7 separate regions of the Mus musculus genome follow, and regions 1, 2, 4, 5, 6 and 7 are each linked to region 3. A link is a contact called in public HiChIP or PLAC-seq and promoter capture Hi-C data. All regions are on one chromosome and are shown on one strand. Each heading gives the region's core, a stretch centred on a gene start, on an enhancer-like site or on the middle of the called end of the contact. The rest is flanking DNA. Distances are from core to core; before and after follow the strand shown. Region 1 holds the start of Tlk1 (tousled-like kinase 1). Region 2 overlaps Tlk1 (tousled-like kinase 1). Region 3 holds the start of Dync1i2 (dynein cytoplasmic 1 intermediate chain 2). Region 4 holds the start of Dlx1 (distal-less homeobox 1). Region 5 overlaps Tlk1 (tousled-like kinase 1). Region 6 holds the start of Platr26 (pluripotency associated transcript 26). Region 7 has its middle 10 kb from the start of Gm36857.

The links. Promoter capture Hi-C pulls out the DNA fragments that hold promoters and counts their contacts. HiChIP or PLAC-seq counts read pairs in DNA pulled down with a chosen protein or histone mark.
Region 1: a contact with region 3 is called in a promoter capture Hi-C map of pre-B cells, with 4 times the contacts expected there. The contact joins the promoter of Tlk1 here to the promoter of Dync1i2 in region 3. A contact is called at or near these places in 12 of 39 promoter capture datasets (the 3T3-L1 cell line, 3T3-L1-derived adipocytes, the C10 cell line and 7 more), 1 of 484 Hi-C or Micro-C datasets (B cells), 4 of 115 datasets of contacts at active chromatin or transcription factors (bone marrow-derived macrophages, effector CD8 T cells, memory CD8 T cells and 1 more) and 1 of 9 other capture datasets (adipose tissue).
Region 2: an H3K4me3 HiChIP or PLAC-seq map of pro-B cells shows a contact between it and region 3, with 2.6 times the contacts expected there. The contact joins the enhancer-like site here to the promoter of Dync1i2 in region 3. A contact is called at or near these places in 3 of 39 promoter capture datasets (the 3T3-L1 cell line, the C10 cell line and liver), 3 of 115 datasets of contacts at active chromatin or transcription factors (bone marrow-derived macrophages, large pre-B cells and pro-B cells) and 1 of 9 other capture datasets (liver).
Region 4: a contact with region 3 is called in an H3K4me3 HiChIP or PLAC-seq map of the SCID.adh cell line, with 22 read pairs. The contact joins the promoter of Dlx1 here to the promoter of Dync1i2 in region 3. A contact is called at or near these places in 23 of 39 promoter capture datasets (the 3T3-L1 cell line, 3T3-L1-derived adipocytes, the C10 cell line and 15 more), 12 of 115 datasets of contacts at active chromatin or transcription factors (the SCID.adh cell line, astrocytes, bone marrow-derived macrophages and 9 more) and 7 of 9 other capture datasets (adipose tissue, embryonic stem cells, embryonic tail and 4 more).
Region 5: a promoter capture Hi-C map of neural stem cells shows a contact between it and region 3. The contact joins the enhancer-like site here to the promoter of Dync1i2 in region 3. A contact is called at or near these places in 6 of 39 promoter capture datasets (the 3T3-L1 cell line, HPC-7-derived erythroid cells, hippocampal neurons and 3 more), 1 of 484 Hi-C or Micro-C datasets (palatal mesenchyme), 2 of 115 datasets of contacts at active chromatin or transcription factors (large pre-B cells and stem cell-derived neural progenitor cells) and 1 of 9 other capture datasets (macrophages).
Region 6: a promoter capture Hi-C map of liver shows a contact between it and region 3, with 4 times the contacts expected there. The contact joins the promoter of Platr26 here to the promoter of Dync1i2 in region 3. A contact is called at or near these places in 6 of 39 promoter capture datasets (the 3T3-L1 cell line, hippocampal neurons, liver and 1 more) and 1 of 115 datasets of contacts at active chromatin or transcription factors (embryonic forebrain).
Region 7: a contact with region 3 is called in an H3K4me3 HiChIP or PLAC-seq map of embryonic basal ganglia, with 3 times the contacts expected there. The contact joins the enhancer-like site here to the promoter of Dync1i2 in region 3. A contact is called at or near these places in 8 of 39 promoter capture datasets (the 3T3-L1 cell line, 3T3-L1-derived adipocytes, the C10 cell line and 5 more) and 8 of 115 datasets of contacts at active chromatin or transcription factors (the 230-238 cell line, bone marrow-derived macrophages, embryonic basal ganglia and 5 more).

The regions. Positions count from the first base shown.
Region 1 is chr2:70,823,992-70,826,801 of GRCm38.p6, forward strand. Tlk1 (tousled-like kinase 1) reads right to left here and starts at 1,489. Exons shown (of 20, transcript NM_172664.3): 1 at 1,202-1,489. The coding sequence starts at 1,340.
Region 2 is chr2:70,740,916-70,743,933 of GRCm38.p6, forward strand. Tlk1 (tousled-like kinase 1) reads right to left here. Exons shown (of 20, transcript NM_172664.3): 11 at 1,139-1,327. Among named protein-coding and RNA genes, the nearest start is that of Gm38528, 38 kb to the left of the region's middle. Within about 2 kb of position 1,251, at least 22 of the 459 cell types and tissues checked have an H3K27ac peak or open chromatin away from gene starts, as enhancers often do. A contact at or near this core is called in bone marrow-derived macrophages and pro-B cells, where this site is marked.
Region 3 is chr2:71,210,406-71,213,207 of GRCm38.p6, forward strand. It overlaps Dync1i2 (dynein cytoplasmic 1 intermediate chain 2), which reads left to right and starts at 1,541. Exons shown (of 16, transcript NM_010064.4): 1 at 1,541-1,669.
Region 4 is chr2:71,527,953-71,530,960 of GRCm38.p6, forward strand. Dlx1 (distal-less homeobox 1) reads left to right here and starts at 1,493. Exons shown (of 3, transcript NM_010053.2): 1 at 1,493-2,354; 2 at 3,005-3,008. The coding sequence starts at 2,042. It also overlaps Dlx1as.
Region 5 is chr2:70,778,340-70,781,098 of GRCm38.p6, forward strand. The region is part of intron 2 of Tlk1 (tousled-like kinase 1); the gene reads right to left. Among named protein-coding and RNA genes, the nearest start is that of Tlk1, 46 kb to the right of the region's middle. Within about 2 kb of position 1,487, at least 48 of the 459 cell types and tissues checked have an H3K27ac peak or open chromatin away from gene starts, as enhancers often do. A contact at or near this core is called in neural stem cells and palatal mesenchyme, where this site is marked.
Region 6 is chr2:71,717,896-71,721,023 of GRCm38.p6, forward strand. It overlaps Platr26 (pluripotency associated transcript 26), which reads left to right and starts at 1,522. Exons shown (of 4, transcript NR_037979.1): 1 at 1,522-1,613.
Region 7 is chr2:71,579,934-71,582,818 of GRCm38.p6, forward strand. No RefSeq gene overlaps it. Among named protein-coding and RNA genes, the nearest start is that of Gm36857, 10 kb to the right of the region's middle. Within about 2 kb of position 1,253, at least 176 of the 459 cell types and tissues checked have an H3K27ac peak or open chromatin away from gene starts, as enhancers often do. A contact at or near this core is called in bone marrow-derived macrophages, embryonic basal ganglia and hippocampal neurons, where this site is marked.

The DNA.
Region 1 (2,810 bases), core at 239-2,738, 390 kb before region 3:
GTGTCAGGGTGAGATGAAAGGGGAAAATGTCTGTCAACGTATTCGGCATGTTTAATGGATGCCATAAATCAAATCTTCCCATGAATTTTCTAGAGCATATTCACGTCAATCTTTGAGCCTATTGTCACTTTCACACATGCTCACGGGAACAAAATGACAAAGAATGCTATGCCTCAACCACTGGATCCGGGCAAGAAACATTTGATTAGCAATTACCAAAGCTATGGATAATAAATATAGACATATTTTCAAAATACAATAATCCGAACGACTCATAAACCGAAGCTCTGAATTTCTTTACAAGGCTTACTAGACTGCTGGACTTTCAAACGTTTTCTTCTTTTTTTTAAAGGTGCTGATAATCTCCTTGTGCGAGACAACCGGGAGCGAACAGCCCATTTACCGATTGCTAACGAATACGACTTCGCATTTTCCAGACAAAAGGGCGTTAAAAGAGATCCGATGCAAATTTATTCTTCCCTGGTAAAGGAGTGTTCTCCCGAATTCCATTTTATGGAGTATACTTAAAGTTAAAGGCAGCAAGTTCATTTTTTAGTCAAAAGCACTAGGTGCCTTACTAGCTGTGTGACTGCTACATCTGGTGGCAGAACACTTGCATGCAAGGAGCCAGAAAACTTAGAAAACAATTGTAACCGATCTCAGTGCGTGTTTTGCAGAAACCTTCAAGCAGGAATTTCCACCAAAAAAAAAAAAAAAAAAGCCCACCACCCTTGGGCAGAAAGGAACACGAGCGTACTTGCAACCCACGAGCATAACGTTCAAACATGCAGGAGCCGATGGCGAAGGAAGGAAAGTTGCAACCATCTGGGGGGGGGGGGGGGGTGGCACGAGCAGCCTTGCCCACGAGTCGGTCTGCCGTTGGGATCGCTCTAGGGGCCGCGATGGGGATCCGACTCGGATCCGAGGCAGCCCAGAGCATGCGGGAGGCGGGCGAGGGGCATCTTAACCGGTCCCGGCGGCCCGGCTTGCGGCGCGGGGACCGCCTCTATGGGAGGAGTGCGGGCTAGGGGAGGGGGCTCGCGCGCCGAGGCTGCACCGCGAGGGCAAACCCACCCGAGCCCCGAGGCCAGGAGGCTCAGGGAGCCAGGGCAGGCCTCCCGCCCGCGAACCGCCACCCCCCACCCCAGCCCGGGGTCCGCGCGGGCCGAGGGAGCCCGCGGGAGGGCGCGGCGGCGCTTACCTTCCCTGGGCCTCCCGGATGGCGGCGTGTGATTCAGCAGGGACCTGGCCGCCGCCGCCGAGCCCGGGGTTGGAGACGTGGAGAGCCGGGACCAAGATGGCGGCCCCTCCAAACTTCCACTGCTACTTTGGACACTCATCAAGCTACTTTCTGGGAGCCCGACTCCCCCCCTGCGACGGCGGCGGCACCGGCACCCGCCTCCGTCATGGCGGGGGCCGCGCTGAGGGCGAGCGCGGGCGCGAGGGCTGGGAGGGGAGCGCCGCGCCGCCGAGGGAGCGCGCCGGGCGGAGGGCGGGCGGGGAGGGTAGCGCCGAGGGGAGGCGAGTGGCCGGGGCCGCGGGGCCGGGGCCGGAGCGCGGGCGGAGCGCGGGCCGCGCCGACCGAGGCCACTTCCGCGGGCGGAACCTGCCGGCACCTCTGCAGTGCGTCGGGCCCCGGCGTCGCCCGGGCGGTGGCGGGCGGTGGGTGGCGGCTGAGGCGGCGGGGTAACCTCTGCATCAGTTACGGGCGGCGGCGGCGGCGGCGTCACGCGCCGCCAATGCAAACACTATCGCGAGGCTCCTGCGCCTCCGGTAGCAGCGGCGGCGGCGGCGGCCGCGGGGCCGGCAGGGGGGAGGGGGGAGGGCCCTGCCCGGGCGGGGCGAGGGCGGGGAGGGCGCGAGCGCGCTGGGAGGCGCGGGGCCCGCGGCGCGGCGCGGAGCGGCGAGTCGCGTGCGCGGAGCCGGCCGGAGGGAGGCGCGCCCCCGCTGCCACCTGCCTCCCCCTCGCCGCGGCGCGCCTGCTCCGAAGCGCGCCCCACACCCAGCCTGCCCGAGACGCCTCTGCTCTCGCCTGGCTCCGGAGTCTCAAAATGGAACTGAAAAGTTGAGAGTTGCTTCTTGCCCTTCAGGAGAAAAAGAAGAAAGAGAAGAAGGAGAAGAAGGAGAAAGAAAGAAAGAAAGAAAGAAAGAAAGAAAGAAAGAAAGAAAGAAAGAAAGAAAGAAAGAAAGAAAGAAAGAAAGAAAGAAAAAGAAAGAAAGAGCAGTGTGCACTTATCCATCTGCAAAACAGGAGTAGTCACGGAATTAAAAAAAAAAGAACCTAAGAAAATAAAACTTTCCTTAAAACAATCTACCAAAAGAATTGAGAAACCCTACCGGTGGGGTAGCCTGAGTGTGTGGTATAGCTGTTTGTTCTTTGTTTTCACAGAAGTGGAAAATCTAAATAGAAAATGTTGACTACTGAATTCACAGTAAAAAACACAAAAAACAAAAAAACTATAGTGTTCATCTTGAAGAAGGTATAGTTTCTAGAAATTTCCAGTTTCTGGTGCCGCTGTTGAGTATTGACGACGAATTCCCAAAACAAATTACAGCATTTGCTAAAATTTATAGATAGAGCATAGCTTTCTGCACACCCACGTACACACACCAGCGATTGGCCATCTTGTTCATAAAAGAGCAAGTCTGGTAGTCCAGGAAAAATACGACAAGGTTACTGCTCTCTTTAAACCAAATTGAATAGAACACTAAAATGATTATGCTATAGAGCAACTGTGCAGGCATAAGGAAATGACATGATTACCAGGGGGACCAAAATGTCATTTCTATTTTTTATTTTTATGACTTTG
Region 2 (3,018 bases), core at 1-2,500, 470 kb before region 3:
CTAGGTATCAATAGGGCGGAGTTAAAGGACCAGGTATCAACAGGGGAGGAGTTAAAGGTCTAGGTGTCTACAGTGGCAGAGTTAAAGGACCAGGTATCAATAGGGGCGGGGTTAAAGGACCAGGTGTCTCAAGAGAAGAACTAAAAGACCAGGTGTTAAAGGACTAGTGTCATTAGGTATAGAGTTAAAGCCCAGCACTTTTAAGATAGCCACTGTGTTGCTGAATATAGAACCTTAGTGCTTTTTAAACCAACAGTTGGGTATTCTAATTGAATTTAGAACAAAATTAGAAATGACTTGAAGAAGTGATTCTGAGATAGAATTTGAAGAAGTGGCCATGTTGGTCTGTTCATGTAGTGTCAGATTTTTGGAAGCCTGAGACAGGAGGACTGCTTGAATCCAGAAATTAAAGATCACCCCGGCAAAAGATTTGATAAAAATGGAACCGAGGGGAGAGAAAGGAAAAAGGAAGACTAATGAATGAATAATATGCCAGAGACTGGGGTATAATAGTGCAGAAAACACAAGACCTAGGCAGTATGTGTGTAGAGGGACAAATGGAGCTGTGTTTGTAATGTATGAGAGCTCTGCTTCCTGCTCACTGCTTTAAAAGTCCCTGACATGGCAGGAATGAGGGTCAAAGAACCTTTTCTCAATAAGGAGACACAAATGTGTCTATATAGAACGTCCAAGGGTATCTACATCTTTATTCACATAAATCTTTGTACAACTTCCCAAATCTTCTATAAACATGTAACTATTATCTAAGCATCTTTGTTCTTTGAATTACAAAGAGCAATTGACATAGAAAATTTAGAAAACAAAACAGAAAAAAGAAACAACTGTCTGAAACTACCTGTGAAGTACATTTATACATTCAGAAAATAAACCGCCAACAATATTAATTTGAACACTGCAGTGGTATAGGCAACTGATTCAGATACGAAAGGGGGTAAATCCCACTCAAAATCCACTGAAAACATTCAGGCTTGGAGATTATGTCAGAGATAACTTTTCAGTTAACATATTTCCTGGCTATATGTACTTTTGTTTTTGCTATATCAATTATGAATAACATTATTATTAGCATTCTCGCTCACTGCTAACAATGTAAGTGAAAATTTTAAAAGAAGCTTACAGTTGTGGTAAATTTGGCCTAACAAAGGGATCGTTTTCCGCTCCATTGACTGCCTTGGTCTTTCTTTGCTTGGCTTCAGAATTGGTAGCAGGTGCCTGAGAATTATTAGCTGTGGGAGGTTTGCGTTTGCCTAGAAGTTTTCTTTGCCGTTCAATGTCTTCCCTTTGTTGATTCACCCATTCTTGTTGCCTGTGTAAAAAGGAACAAATGAAACCACATTAATCTTCCATTATTTTCCACAACTAAAAATATATCAAAAGGATCACATAGTATAAAACTCTATTCTGTTGGCCCCACTCTTTTAAAAAATTTTAAGCATATACTTAATTGTTTTGTGTATGAAAGTTGTTTGTTCATTCTCTTTTTAGACAGGAGCTCACTGTGTAGCCCTGACTGGCCTGGAACTCAAAGTGATCCGTCTGCTTCTGCTTCTGAATGCTGGGATTAAAGGTGTGCACCAACACAACCAACTGAGTGTGTTGCCTATGTATTCATGTGCATCACAAGTGTGTTTGGTGCCTCTAAAGGCCAGATGAGGCTATCAGTTCACCTAGAACTGGAGTTACCGAAAGCTGTGAGCCATCACCTGCATGCTGGGAACCAAACCTTGGGCTTTAGGTCCTCGGGAAGAGTAGCCAAGTGTTCTCAACAGCAGAGTCATCTCTCTAGCCCCATGGGTCCCACTCTGGTGAAACAAAACATCCTACAGGTCTCACTTCATACAGTCTTTAAAGGAAGTGTTCCCTAAACCTCCAGATAAGAGGAAGTATGTGGTTACACAGTATTTCATAGTATCTTGTCCTTACTGAAAAATACCTTTCCTATAAAACTACACCAGAATGAGTTTGGTTAGGCTAATCTTTTCATTAAAATAGACAGTATACATATTACACACACACATTCTATTTTATTCTTACTATCTAGCATGGTGATCAAAATATACTAGTATACACACTAAGATTCTTTTAAATAAATGAACTAAAAACAAAACAAAGCAAAACCCAAGCCCCATCTAATCAAAGTTTGAGATAGATTTTAAACATATGTTTTATCATCCAACAATATTTTAGATAAGCTTATAAAAGGCAAGGGAAATTTTAATATGAAGTGATACTTTCTTAAAACTGTTGGTATTTTGAAATAAAAGATGACAATGTAAAAGCAAAAAGAAACTTGAAATTTCTACCTGTTACATTAATAAATACAAATTTAATAGCACTTCCCATTGATGTATCTAAAACAATTTTCCAAAGAGTTGAGAGTCTACAAACTAGTGGATATTATGTCTATTACAGAATATAGGCTGGTTGTAGACCTGTAATCTCAGAGTATGTGTGTATGGGGGAAGGGGATTGCAAGTTCGAAAGAAACTTAGGTTACAGAGCAAGCCTTGCATTAACAGTTGGGGGCATGTGCAAAGTGCATGTGTGGGGTTGGTCAGAAGACTAGGTCCCAGGGATACAGCTCAGTCTGTCAGGCTTGCTGCAAGTGTGTTAACCTGATGAGTAACCTCCACAGCCACGAAAGGAACTTGTGATCAGCCTTTCTCAGCCTAAAATACATTAAGCTTATTCTGATTGTAATCATGTTCCTTTTAGGAGTGGAGCACTTGTATAAGACTCGTGAGCCTTTTGGTCAGATTCCCCAGAACCTCACAAAAACAAACAAACAAAAAAATGTCAATGTATTTAAAGGGGCTAGAGAGATGGTTCAATGACTAATTATTCCAGAGGTCCTGAGTTCAATCCCCACCAACCATAGGATGGCTTATAACCATCATGAGATCTGATGCCCTCTTCTGGAGTGCAGGTATACATTCGGACAGAGCACATACATACATACATACATATACACAATCTTTAAAAATGTATTTTTAAAAA
Region 3 (2,802 bases), core at 291-2,790:
TCTCATCTTAACAGTTGATGGAACTGAGAACCCAGTGTTTCTCCGTTGAGAAGAGGAAAGTTTGTTTCAGCTCTGAGAGTGTGCAGCTCCATTCCTGGTACATGATGAATGGCTACTCATAACAATTTTCAAGTGACTAAACAAAAACTATTTGGAAAGAAGGAAACAAAGTCTGCATAACTAAACGCTCTTTGAAATTTTAAAGCTTCAAATTTGAGATCAATATTAAACTTAAACAATGTTCTTCCTGTCAGTTTTCTAGAAGATAAGAAAGTAATGCTTTGGTATTACCTTTAATATTTAGCAAATAACGCTTTAATACTTGGCAAATAATGCTTCAGATTATTCAAATAAATTCTTCAAGCCACATGCATCAGCCCATGCACTTCTGGTAAATTCTTATTTCAATTATTTTCTTTATATTAAAAATCTAACCAGATCCAATAGTATAAAATGCTTTCTTACCAAACACACTTTTTGGAGGAAACTATTCTGTTATAAAATACTAGAAATTATTTTTATGCTAATTATTTTTTTGTTTTGTTTTGTTTTGTTTTGTTTTTAGAGACAGGGTTTCTCTGTATAGCCCTGGTTGTCCTGGAACTCACTTTGTAGACCAGGCTGGCCTTGAACTAAGAAATCCGCCTGCCTCTGCCACTGTCTCCGGAGTGCTGGGATTAAAGGCGTGCGCCACCATGCCCTGCTTAAATTAATATATTTTTATTTAAAGATTTATTTATTTTATTTATACAAGAACACTGTAGCTATCTTCAGACACACCAGAAGAGGGCATCAGATCTCATTACAGATGGTTGTGAGTCACCAATGTGGTCGCTGGGAATTGAACTCAGGACCTCTGGAAGAGCAGCCAGTGCTCTTAACAGTTGAGCCATCTCTCCAGCCCCAATATATGTTTATTTTTGATCTTGTGTCACATGCTACAAGAATCCTCAATAATCCATGGCCCCTGCAAATCAATCTACGAGCACATGCCTATAAATAAACTTCTTAAAATGCCCTTTTCTCAGGTTCATTATGGAAAAACAGGACTTAAGATTTTGTTAATGTTGGGCCACAGACCTTAAGCAGCACATGCTGCATTGTAATCATTGTTCCACGGAAGAAAACACCTTCAATACAAACTCTGGAATGTTCTCATTAGCATTTTAAGGGCAGAAAGATGGCCTTGGTGCTGGGGACAGGAAAGCTAAGACTGACTACATATCCCAGCATTCCTTGCCTCTAGTGGGACCACAACTCCCACAGAGCTTCGCTCGCCCAGGCAGGGCGCCTGGTTGCCGGGACTTGAAGTTCTCTGGAGGTATTGAGGGCTCCGCCCCAGGATGTGAGGTGTGGTTGTCCAGCTTTTGCCAAAGCGGAAACGCTTCGGGCCCCGGGCCGGTGTATCTGTTTCAACCGGGAGATTCTGTTTTACAAAAGGTAAGTCACGGAGAGGCCGCCCCTCTGCGCTGGGCGGCAAAGACTCTGATTCTGTGTGAGACCGCGTCTCGGCGCAGCCATTTGTCCCTCGGCTCTCGCCGTAGCGGCCGCCGCCCATCCCTCTTTGTGTGCTTGGGACGCCGCGGATCTGCGGCGGCGACAGTTGGAGAGGGACGTTCCCGGGAAGTTACCGGCCAGAGAAAGCGATCTCCACTCCGCCACCTGACAGGTCGGTCGGCCGCGCTTCCTTCAAGTCCCTTTTGCCTCTGATGGCCGCTTTGGAGCTCGTAGGGCCGCCCGGCCGATATTCTGACAGCGCCGGCCCGGGTGACTCAAAGCGGCCTGGGGAGGCCACCAGGGCCCTTGGCAACCCTTCGGGACCCTCCGCAGGCGGCCTGGACCCTCGGGATTTGTCCTGCACCCGTCTGGTGGACCTCGGACACACCCCAGCCCGGACCGCACCCTCTTGGCCTTAAGCCTAGGGAGAAAGTAATTCCTTAAGCTTTGCTTGGTTTTTATTAATAAAGATCACTACTACTTGGGTCAGTAGCAATGACCAGGCACCTAGCGTGTGTGTTGGAGGTCTCTGAACACTGTGATTGTAAACATCATTCTAGACACTTTCCTTTTTCCGGAGTTTTAAGAAAATGAACCTGTCAGTCACGGAGCAGAGGCCCTGACCTGTCTGATAATGAGGGAGCTAACTGATCGCCCGTGCTTCAGCGGGACAAAATAGTTAGAGTTGAAGGAAGAAGTATTTCTTCAAACTAGATTCCAGGCAGTATTGGTATATTGTTGACAATTGGTCCTAAACAGAAAATAATATGTATTATTTATCATACATAATACAAAAAAAAATCATACAGAGTGATGTGTATGGAAACTTTCTTCAACAGCCCTTACAGTATGAAGCTTTTTAGAGACCTGAAAAGAGTGGGTGAAGAAACACGAGCTTTGCTTTGCGAGTTTGTTCAAATGACTTGGTTGGGAGTATATATAAGAGTGTATATTCTAGCTGCATATGTATCAAAAGATGGCCTAGTCGGCCATCACTGGAAAGAGAGGCCCATTGGATACGCAAACATTGTATGCCCCAGTACAGGGGAACGCCAGGGCCAAAAAGGGGGAGTGGGTGGGTAGGGGAGTGGGGGTGGGTGGGTATGGGGGACTTTTGGTATAGCATTGGAAATGTAAATGAGCTAAATACCTAATAAAAAATGGAAAAAAAAGTGTATATTAAAGGGATTTCCTGTTACTTGCTCACTAGTTTTTGCCCACTGTCCTGTCTTTCTGAAGTACGCTACCAAGAATTCTCCCTTTTTCATTTACATAGAAGAATGTTTTTCATTTTCATAGATGAAT
Region 4 (3,008 bases), core at 243-2,742, 320 kb after region 3:
TGCTGAAGGAGAGAGAGAGAGAGAGAGAGAGAGAGAGAGAGAGAGAGAGAGAGAGAGAGAGAGAGAGAGAGAGAATGAGAATGAATCCCCTGTACTCATATCTGTAACGACATCACCGATGTAATTTGTTTTGAATGTTCATTTTTATTGGTGTTCCCTCTGCCAAAATGTGCTTGATTACAGAGGTCTCCCTGTGATCACTGTGCACTCCAGATAGGGGAAGGTGCCGCGGCGCAGGTTCAGCTCAGGCCAGATCAAATCCCCGGGCTGTTTAACGCTGAAAGGCTGCATGTTGCTATTAGTGTTAAATATATGGCTAATTATGCGTATGAAAATTAAACATCAGTGTTATGCTAATGGGGCGCCTTCAGCTGCGGATCTGAGCACTTGAGACTACCATTTAATCAAATGAATCAGTAACTAATACGTGTGCACGTGTGAACTTTCACAAGATCATTTCCCCCGGTCCCCGTCACACCGCTAAATTATGAAAGAAATAATTATCAACACTTTCTAATTACCTAACAAAGTAATTTGGGATTCATCGTGGGGCTGGCGGGATTGGGAACCAACAGTCCCTAGCAACCAGCGTAGTTTGCGCCACGCGAGGTGGTGTGTGGTAGTAGTGGGGGGGTGGAGTGCGAGAGAATCTTTTGTGCACTTTTCAACACTTGCACCCAGATGGTAGACAGCGCGCTTTGGCAGCTCTTTCCTTCACCAGCTTCCCCACCTCACCCCCGGGCCCGGAGGCTCCAGCTTTGGCCACTGGAGGTGAGGAAGAGATCGGGCGACAGAGAGGGGCATATCTAAACACAAATATTCAAGCCTACCACTGATCAGGATTTGCTGAGGGTGTCGGTGTCTCCCTAGGACTCCCAAACCCCAAGTACTCTGGCCAGACCCCAGGAGGTCGGAAAATGACCACCTGGCAGGAGTTCGATGCACCAGCCACCAGGCGACTGCGGGCCCTCAGGACTCCACGCTGAGCCGCGCCCTCGGGGCGAGTGAGCCCGGGGCTCGTGGCTCAGGGGGAGTGGAGAGGGGAGGGGGAGGCAGGAAGGTTGGGAGGGAAAGGAGGGGGGAGGCGGTGCGGCCGCCTTTCCTGGGTGGAGAAGCGTGGGTTCCTGGCTCTCCACGCGCACTGCTTTGATCAGACCCGTGCAGCCTCGAGCTGGAGTGGCCAGCTGGGCCTGGAGAGATGCGAGCAAGCCCCTGGGAACGGTGGCAACGGCGGGGCGGCGGCCGAGTGAGTGAGTTGGGCCAGAGGGCCCCCAAACCCAGATCCCCGGGATGTGGCCGAGAGAACCCCAACCTGGGAGGCGCGGCCTGGAGCGCGCTGAGCTAGGCACAAGACGCTCAGAAGGACCGCTGGCTGCAGGCTACCTGGGTTGTCGCCCAGTGCGCGACTCCGCGATCCAGAGACCGCGGCCGGACTCTGGAGCGGCGCTCCGCACCGGACTAGGTGACCTCAAGAAGAAGTGGTCCGGGGTCCCAGGCGTTGGGGGCGGGCGAAGGGTGGGGACAGCAAGGGGGAGGGCGACGGCAGGGCGCGGCTGGTTGGTTTCTGGGGCGGGAAGCGCGCGAGGGAGGCGGGAGGCTGGAGTCGCGCGCCTTCGAGGTTCCTGCGCGGACGCCGCAGCCCATTGTGCGTCCCGCTCCGCGCGCTCTGTTGCAGAGGAGCCCCGGCCGGGACGTGTGGACCGGATTCTCCCCAGGCCGGGCCGCGTCGCCCGCTCTAGTCCAGCCGAGCCCGAGCTTCTCGGACCAATCCCCGGTGATTATGCAAGAGAGCCGACCAATCAGCTCCACCAGCTCATGAATATTTATGACCTTGGCTGAGTCAAAGCTTTGAACCGAGTTTGGGGAGCTCGGCAGCATCATGCTTAGACTTTTCAAAGAGACAAACTCCATTTTCTTATGAATGGAAAGTGAAAACCCCTGTTCCGCTTAAATTGGGTTCCTTCCTGTCCTGAGAAACATAGAGACCCCCAAAAGGGAAGCAGAGGAGAGAAAGACCCACACCCAGACCCCGCGAGAAGAGATGACCATGACCACCATGCCAGAAAGTCTCAACAGCCCCGTGTCGGGCAAGGCTGTGTTTATGGAGTTTGGGCCGCCCAACCAGCAAATGTCTCCTTCTCCCATGTCCCACGGGCACTACTCCATGCACTGTTTACACTCGGCGGGCCATTCGCAGCCCGACGGTGCCTACAGTTCGGCCTCATCCTTCTCCCGACCGCTGGGCTACCCCTACGTCAACTCGGTCAGCAGCCACGCGTCCAGCCCCTACATCAGTTCCGTGCAGTCCTACCCCGGCAGCGCCAGCCTCGCCCAGAGCCGCCTGGAGGACCCAGGTACGTGCGCTTGCCAGGGACAAGGAGAGAAGGGAAGGAGAATAGGAGAGAGGGGGAGAAGGGGAGGGGGAAAGAGAAAAGACAAGAGAGTGTGGGGTAGAGAGGTGGGTGGGGGTGGGGAAAGCGCGGAAGTAGTAGAGGTTTCGGATATCAATCTGTGGATCCTTGTCACTGAAAAGAAAAAAATTATAAGTCAATTCAATTTACAACTGTCCAGCAAAGGATAAATCCGAGCGCGTCTCCTGGCACTGGCTGGGCCTCTGGGCCGCTCGGTGCGCCGAGCACACAATGCCCTGCTGGAAAACAGAAACCCACATGTGCACGTATTAGTCTCGGTAATTATTTATTGCGTAGCGCTATAAACAATGTATGCAATTAAGGGTAATTAAACCTCAACTACCGCCTGCAAAAAATAGCAAACTTTCTCTGCAAAGGCAATAGCTGCGCTCTTGGGAACGACCCAATTCTGTCTGCAGCAGCCAGGGACGTGCGCTCGGACCTTGAGGGACCTTCGCAGTCTTTCAGGGTTTCTTGAACGTTCTTTTCCGGACCCTACTTCTGCCAACCCATCCATAGACATTCATTCTCGTCCCTCCTCACTAAAGGCAGTGCAGCATTAACAAGGGTCTCTGCTTCTGTTGTCCCTCCAGGGGC
Region 5 (2,759 bases), core at 237-2,736, 430 kb before region 3:
CACCAAAATGTTCAGAAGAAAACATCAGTTTCTCTGACACTAGAGTTACAGGCAGCTGTGAGCCACCATTTGGGTACTGGGAATCCAACCCAGGTCCTCTGGAAAAGCAGCTAGTTCTCTTAACCACTGAGCCATCAACAGTCCTCTTTTTTTTTTAAGATTTATTTTCATTTTAAGTGGATGAGTGGTGAGTGCATATCTTTGTTTTGTACCAAGTGTGCAGTCCTCAAGGGAACCAGAAGATGGTGTCAGATCTTCTTGAACTAGAGTTATACAAGATTGTGAACTGCCATGCCCAAGTGCTAGGAACTGAACCTGGGTCCTCTGGTGGAGTAGCTAGGGTTCTTAACCACTGAGCAATCTCTCCAGCCCTGAGATTTCACATTTATCATTGAAAAGTACTTCTTTGTATTTTTTTTTATCTCTGATATACTGACTTCATTTCCCTTGGGTATATTCTAGAAGCAAGACAGCTATTTCATCCTATAGACTTAGTTTTTCTGAAGAATCTCCTCTGATTTACATAATGGCCACCCTAATTTGCATTCCCACAGGCAGTGACTAAGACTTTCTTTTTGTTCCCATCATGGCCTGCATGTTATTTCTGCTATTTTGGAATAGCCATTCTGATGAGGGTAAGATAATATCCCATCACAGTTCTGATTTGCATTTCCATGACAGCTACTGATGTGTAATTCTGTAAAGCTTTCACTGATAATCTCTGAGGAATCATAACTAGCAGGTACAATTTTTTAAGCCGAAACTACTAAAACTAAATTTTAAGAATTTGCTTCTTCATTTAAATGCCTCCACATTTTATGTCTTCTTGGATAGAAAGAGAGATCAAGGGGCTGGAGAGATGGCTCAGCGGTTAAGAGCACTGACTGCTCTTCTGAAGGTCCTGAGTTCAATTCCCAGCAACCACATGGTGGCTCACAACCATCCGTAGCAAGATCTGGCACCCTCTTCTGGAGTGTCTGAAGGCAGCTACAGTGTACTTACATATAATAAATAAATAAATAAATAAATGAATAAATAAATAAGAAAGAGAGATCAACTCCCAAAGTTATCCTCTGGCTTTCCCACAGGCATGCCACATAGCACAAGTATGCACACACTCACACTTAAGATTAAACAAATAGAAAATTACTTGTTAGGAGTCCTTATGTAGCTAATAAGCATAAATCAGACCATAAAATATTAAAGGCCATTCTATCCCATAAAATCCTATTGGGAATATCTGCAGGAGACAAGGGAACATCAAACTCTAACCCATCACCTATTTTAACAAAGTTTCGCTGGAATGTAACCAACTACACACTGAATGACAGTTGGTCTATGGCTATTTGAGTGCCATGTCAGAATGAAGTAAAGCACTGTGGCAGAATTCATATGACATTAACTACTTGGCCCTGTAAGAAGTTCTCCAAATGCAGCTACACAGACCCTATGAAAACTCAGGGGCAGAGGTGAAGAACTGAATGCAGTACTGTACTTCACCAATAGATGCCCCCATCTAACCATGCTAATCTAATATAAATTGACTCCCTAAAAAGCACTGTCTCAAATTTTTAATTCAAAACTTAAGTCTTATGATATCAAACACAATTAACCCTTCCTATCTTAGGTACTCAACCTCCACTGGGACTTTGAGTAGGCAAGCATCAGGTTATTTGTTTTGTGCTGCCTTACATTTTTGGTGTACTACAGACACTGTAAAGAGCCTTCTCATACACACTCCTGACCCATGCCTATAGCTAAAAACACAAGAGAAAACACAACCAAAAGCAATCAGCAACGAAGCCAATCAGCTCTTTCCCTAGAAACAGTCAGCCTCAACCTTTCCTAATGCTCAGACCCTTTACCACTGCTCCTCATGCTGTGGTCACCCCCAATCATAACATTATTTTCATGATTCCATAACTGTAATCTTGCTACTGTTATGGATCATAATGTGTGTGGGGTGGTGGGCTGTGCACAGACAACCTGGTCCCCAGTCTAGCAAAAGTCTGGAACCCCAGTGACCCAGTGGGGGGTGATTTCCACCTGCATGGGACAGCAGGTGTTCTGCCATGCCTCCTGGGTCCCTGGCTCCTATCAGTAGGTAGCTACAGCCTCCCCAGCCCCCCACAGAGAGGTATGTGGCCATCAGTCATGTAGGAGCCGCACCGAGCCCTCCCACATGCAAATAAGGTTTCCCCAAAGCTCTCAGACAAAACCAATGAGAAGTACCTGCTGCCAGACAGACCCTTACCCACCCCAAAACTGTATATAAGAATCCTATCCGGAAGGATTAAAGGCATGAGAGAACTACTTGGTCATCCAAGCCTTCTGTCCTAAGAGCTGTAACACTTAGGAAGAGGTCTGCTCTCCCGAAGCTCTGCCTGAAGCTCCGCCACACTCCTCACTGGCTAGTCAGCCTCTTGTCAGCCCAACCCAAACCGACTCAGTGCAGGGCTGCTCTGGCCGGGCCAGAGATCTCCTTGGAAAGCCTTTGGTACACAGGCCCACAAATGTGAATATTTTTGGAGACAGAGGTTTACCATGGGGTGATCCACAGATGGAGAGCTTAGGCTCTCAGAGAGACATAAGCATGGGGTGGAGGAGAAAGGTGTTGCTTCATGGGCTGGCTTCCCTTAAGACCACCACAATCAGAAGGGAAACAGTTCTGTTGGCCAAAGTTGCCCTGCCTTGTCCAAGTCTCATTTTCTCAGCCTCAGAACCATTCAGTGAATTGTCCCACGAGCTACAAAATCTTT
Region 6 (3,128 bases), core at 272-2,771, 510 kb after region 3:
TGTAGAGAAAGAACTAAAATTCCAATTCTAAGAATTCATATCTTAGTCCTGACGCTGACACCTCCCAGATTGTAGTAGGTTTGTTTATTAGTTTGGTTGTTTTCTACAGGAATCTCAGCAGATCAAAACAAAGGACTCATGCCCTGCAGCTAGATCTGATCAAGGCAGACTGGGCTGAGTCTTTCACCTGGGGGCCTGATAAGCAGATACAAGCCCTGCTCCAAGCCATTCTAACTTTCGAAGGTTTGAAGTGGAACTTCAGACCTGTCTTTTCTTTGGTTGGTTGGTTGGTTTTTTTGTTTTGTTTTGTTTTGTTTTGTTTTGTTTTGTTTTGTTTTCGAGACAGGGTTTCTCTGTATAGCCCTGGCTGTCCTGGAACTCACTTTGTAGACCAGGCTGGCCTCAGAAATCCGCCTGCCTCTGCCTCCCGAGTGCTGGGATTAAAGGCGTGCACCACCACACCCGGCTTCTGTCTTTTCTTTGTTAACCAGATAGATTTTTTTTTTTTTAATCTGTTGAAGTTTAGCTCTGGTTCTGCCTCCCAGTCCGATGCTCCCGGAAATAAGACTCAGACTTAAATTATATTTACAAATACCTTGGCCATATAGCTAGGCTCTACTCTGACTAGATCAAAACTAAAGATACCTATTTAACCTACACTCTGCCACATGGGTGGCTGTGGCTGGTTACCTGTGCTCTGGTACCCCTCCCGCCTCTATTTTCTGCCTAAGCCGTAGGCCATGGATTTTTTAATTGACAGGTGAGGTATCTTGTGTACCTTACACAAGATACTCTCTCCACAAAAATCTAATATTTTATTAATTCTTTGAGACTTGCATACATAATAGAATGTATTTTAGGTATATTCACCCCCATTCCTCTCAGATCTATCTTCATGTCTCCTCCTGTCTTCTCTCTCTCTCTTTTTTTTTATAACATACTGGGTTTTATTTATTTATTTATTTATTTATTTTTGCTGTAAAGAGACACAATGAGCATGTAAAGTTGCTTCATGAAGAAAAACCTTTAATTGGGGCTGGCTTACAGGTTCAGAGGTTTACTCTGTTATCATCATGGTGGGAAGCATGATGACAGACATGGTACTGGAGAAGGCTCTACATCTGGATCTGCAGGCAGCAGAGAGAGCGAGCCACCCGGTGAGGGTTGAGCTTCAAAGCCTGCGCCCAGTGACACACTTCCTCCGATGAGGCCACATCTACTCCAACAAGGCCACATCCCCTAATACTGCCACTCCCTATGAGCCTATAGGGCCCATTTTCATTCAAACTATCATGCCCATTCAGTTCCGTTTATTCTGTCCTTCCAGACATCCGTCTGGGTCATCCACTGCAGTTTGGTCAAACAAAGACCACACCCATAAGAAAACTGACTCCCCGGCCGTTAGCTCCTTAGCTAGGGGTCAGAGTTCATGAGCCCCTCCCACCTCTGCACCCAGCCTTGTCTTTAAAAAGCTCTGGCGTCTCTGATGTGGACCTCACTTTGGAAACACTGACAGAGAGCTTTCAGAGATGCAGTGACTCTGCCAGATGCTTCAGTGTCTCCCAGGAGGCAGGTTTTGCAGTGCATGGAGAGGAACCAGCTGGCAGAGAAAGGTGGGAATGCCATTCTGGGAAGAGAAGCCCAGTGCTGGGGCTCTGGTGACCATACTGTCTCTTCCTGTGACTCTTTGTGCATGTGTCTCAGGTGTTAACCACTCCAGCCCAGAGTGCCAAAGTTAAACAGCCTGGGCTTTGTGGAGAGCTGGGAAGCCGCCTCCTGTGTTCACAGTAGGTTTGGAACTTGACCATGCTTATCTACCGAACAAGGCAGGACCTGTGACTGGCTGCACAATTAGCCAAGATGTTACAGTGCTCCCACAAAAAGAGGTGACAGCAAGGCCAGCCAGGGTGTCATAGGAGAGCCCTGCCTGTGAATAATGAACCAGCGCCGGGCCTGAGCTTGGCAGCCTGTCTGTTAGCCTGTCTGTTAAGACACTGTGAGAGCCTGTTGGCAAAACCTGGCATTCTGGGACAAAAAGCTCAGCCAGAATGGCCTGCTACATTAGACAGGAGACAAAGAAACCTGGCCCAGGCTAGAGGCACTTGCCTTTAGACGAGGCAGTAACATTGCAAGAGACTGTGGTTTCAGCTGCAGTTAGAAGGGTCCCCAGGGTCCTGGAAACCTTGTTTTGTGATGAGACAAAGCTCTGGTGAACCAAAGCTGCCTCTCTGCCCCCCACCCCACCACTACCTGTGCATTAGCAGGAATCCTAGATTACCATGGAATTTAACAGGTACATGAACATGAAGCATGTGTACATGTTGAATAACCATGAGGAAATCTCTCAGGACACACAGAAGAATTACTTGTGTGTGTGTGTCTCAGTATGTGTGTCTGTGTAAGAATGTGTCATGAAGATGTGTGTGTGAGAAAGAGTGTGTGTGTGCGTGTGAATATATGTGAGTGTGTAAGTGTGTATATGTGTTCTGTGTGTGAATATATGTGAGTGTGTAGGTGTGTATATGTTTTGTGTGTATGTGGGTGTCTATGTGTCTATGAGGACGTGTGTGTGTGTGTGTGTGTGTGTGTATCTGTGTGAGTATGTATGTGTGTGTGTGAGCATGTCTCTGAGAGAGTATGTCTGTGTGTGAGTGTATATTACAAGTGTGTGTGTCTGTGTGAATGTGTATGAGTGTGTGCCTATGTTTCAGTATGTTTGTAAGTGTGTATCTTTATGTGTATGTAGGAGTATAAACGTGTATCTATGTGTGTGATGGTTTGTATATGCTTGACCCAGGGAGTGGCACTATTTGGAGGTATGGCCCTGTTGGAGTGGGTGTGGCCCTGTTGGAGTGGGCGTGGCCTTGTTGGAGTGGGTGTGTCACTGTGGGTATGGCCTTTAAGACCCTCATCCTAGCTGCTTGGAAGTCAGTATTCTGCTAGCAGCCTTCAGATGAAGATGTAGAACTCTCAGCTTTGCCTGCACCATGCCTGCCTGGATGCTGCCATGTTCCTGCCTTAATGATAGTGAACTGAACCTCTAAAACTGTAAGCCAGCCCCAATTAAATGTTGTCCTTATAAGAGATGCCTTGGTCATGGTGTCTATTCATAGCAATAAAACCCTTAC
Region 7 (2,885 bases), core at 3-2,502, 370 kb after region 3:
TTGATGTCCCACAAGGCCATCCTCTGCTACATATGCAGCTGGAGCCATGGGTCCTTCCATGTGTTTTCTTTGGTTGCTGGTTTAGTCCCAGGGAGCCCTGGAGTTTCTGGTTAGTTCATATTGTTGTTCCTTCTATGGGGCTGCAAACCCCTTCAGCTCCTTGGGTCCTTTCTCTAGCTCCTCCATTAGGGACCCTGTGGTCAGTCCAATGGATGGCTGTGAGCCTCCACTTCTGTATTTGCCAGGTACTGGCAGAGCCTCTCAGGAGACAGCTATATCAGGCTCCTGTCAGCAAGCACTTGTTGGCATCCACAGTAATGTCTGGGTGTGTTGACTGTATATGGGATGAATCCCCATGTGGGACATTCTCTGGATGGCGTTTCTTTCAGTTTCTGCTCCACACTTTGTCTCTGTATCTCCTCCAATGGGTATTTTGAGTCCCACTTCTAAGAAGGAAGCTACTTATATTTTTAAGTTGGCCACCAACACCTCAAACTGAATCTTACATTCTGAGGGTATTTTCCCTTGTAAAATATGTTTTTACTCTATTATCTATTATATATATTTATCTAATATATTATAATATTACATCTATATTATATAAATATTTATATAATTACAGATATTATATGATGCATATTATACATTATATATAACATATCATTATATATAATAGGGACTGAACTAACCAATGGTGGGGCATCCATTGCGCATCACTGGTACGTTGGACAAGGGCGCAGCATTATATACACAGTATTAGCCATTTAATGTTCAATCAACAATAAATGTAAAATCTGAGTGTGAGTGCTGCGGTTGACCCATTACTTCTGTTTTCTGTTTCCTCAACTCAGGGTCGCTTCTGTCTGTACAAGAGGCTAAATGCAGAAGCAGGCAGCTTTAGGTTGAGTCGGCTTGCGCGATTATAAATAGATTTTGCATGATTGTCAGAATCACCCTTGAGAGGAAAGCCAGGGTTCCTTCTTTGGGCTCCCAAACTATCAAAAGTGTGAAAACTGTAAACCAGAACCTCCACCCCACCCCCCTCCCCAAGTCACCAGAACGTCCCAGAACTTTCGTTTTCAGCCACATCATCAGATGTGAGAAAGCAAGAAAGATAATCAGATCTGGCAACGTTGATTTGGCAAATACTCTCCGCCGGCGGCTCCCGGTGTCCCCGGCGGCGGGCGCAGTTTCCCCGCGGCCCGCTGGGTCGCACTGTGGCCTCGGGAAAGAGCCTGACCCGGGCCGGATGGGGAGGGCGGGGCAGCCACCGCAAAGCCTGCGGATGGGACCGCGGGTCCCAGCGGCTGCACCGCTCCAGCCCGCGGGACCCACTCGCGTCACCGTTAGGGACACCGTGGGGTCTCTCATGGATCGGAAGGAGAAATGGCTCCGAGGATCCTGCGTGCGCCCTGAAAGCGCGTGGTCTTGGGCGCGCTCCTTTCCAGAGTGGGCACAGGGCGGCTCTGCGCCATTGCTCTGTCTGCGGTTTATCATATGCTGACACTTGTATTTTGTTAGATACATTTCCCTAGCTTCGTTCCTCCATGGTGAGCCCCCATCATTTAATTTTCCATGCGTTGTCATTGCTTGAATGGGGCATAGAGTCTAAAATACCACAGACCTCTACAATCTTAACGTAATGTTTATTAAATATTTTTAATTAGCTATTTTTTCTTTTAGATTAATTTCTTTCAACTTATGTGTATGCATGTTTTGCCTGCATGCATGCCTGTGCACCATGTACACGCCTGGTGCTAGAAGAGGTGTTGGATCGCCTAGAACAGAACTTGAAGTTGGTTGTGAGCCACCATTTAGGTGCTGGGCTCTGAACCCAGGCCCTCTGCAAAAACAGCAAGTGCTCTTAATCACTGAGCCATCTCTCCAGTCCAATTAGCTTGTTATTAAAATGGGGATTCGAAGGCTGGAGGCTGGCTCTGTGGGTAAAGACACAGTGTAGTCAACCCTGACAACCTTAGCTAATTCCCCAAACCCACACAGTGGAAGTGCAGAACCATTCCAGGAAAGTTATCCTTTGACCTCTCTGTGGGAACACACACAAACACACACACACAGACACACACATACACACACAGAAACACACACACAGACAGACAGACACACACAGAGACACACGACACACAGACACACACACAGACACATACACACACACAGACACACATACACACACACACACACACACACACACACACACACACACACTGATGTTAAAATGGAAAATAGAATGCACGAGGCAGAGAAGTGAATAGCTTTCCTCTTTAGCCAGACCTCCACTGTGTCTGCACACTTCCTCTGGTTTTCTCCCAGATCAAGTTTGTAGCCTTAAAAACAAAACAAAAACAAAAAACAAAAAAACCCTCCTCACCATCAAATCTCGTCGTCATCCTTGACACGCTCCTACCCCATCAAGGATCTTGGAGATGGCTTCACAGGCACGTGTGTAGACACTGCATCCTTTAGGAGTGGCTGCCTGGTGTTCTTTTATACCAGGAACCTATAATTATTCAATCAATCCCTGATTGAAGGATATTGAGTTTGCCCCCAGCCTTTTGCTATTACGAACAATTCTGCTGTGAACATCTGTGCCTGTGACTTGAGTGTGCATCTGCCTCTATAGGAAACGTTTCTAAAAGTTTAATTGTCGCCTTAAAGAATACATGCATTTAAGCCTTTACAGGTCTTTACCAGTTACCCTCCAGACTACTTCCCACCCCCATCCTATAATACTAACTCTAGCTTTACCAAGCTTTAAAAAATTTTCCGAGATATAAAACTAAAATTAGGGCTCTCATGTTTTCATTTGCATCTTTAAAAACATCTTATTGAGGCTTTTCGAACTCGATGGTTAATGTCCTTTGCATTTC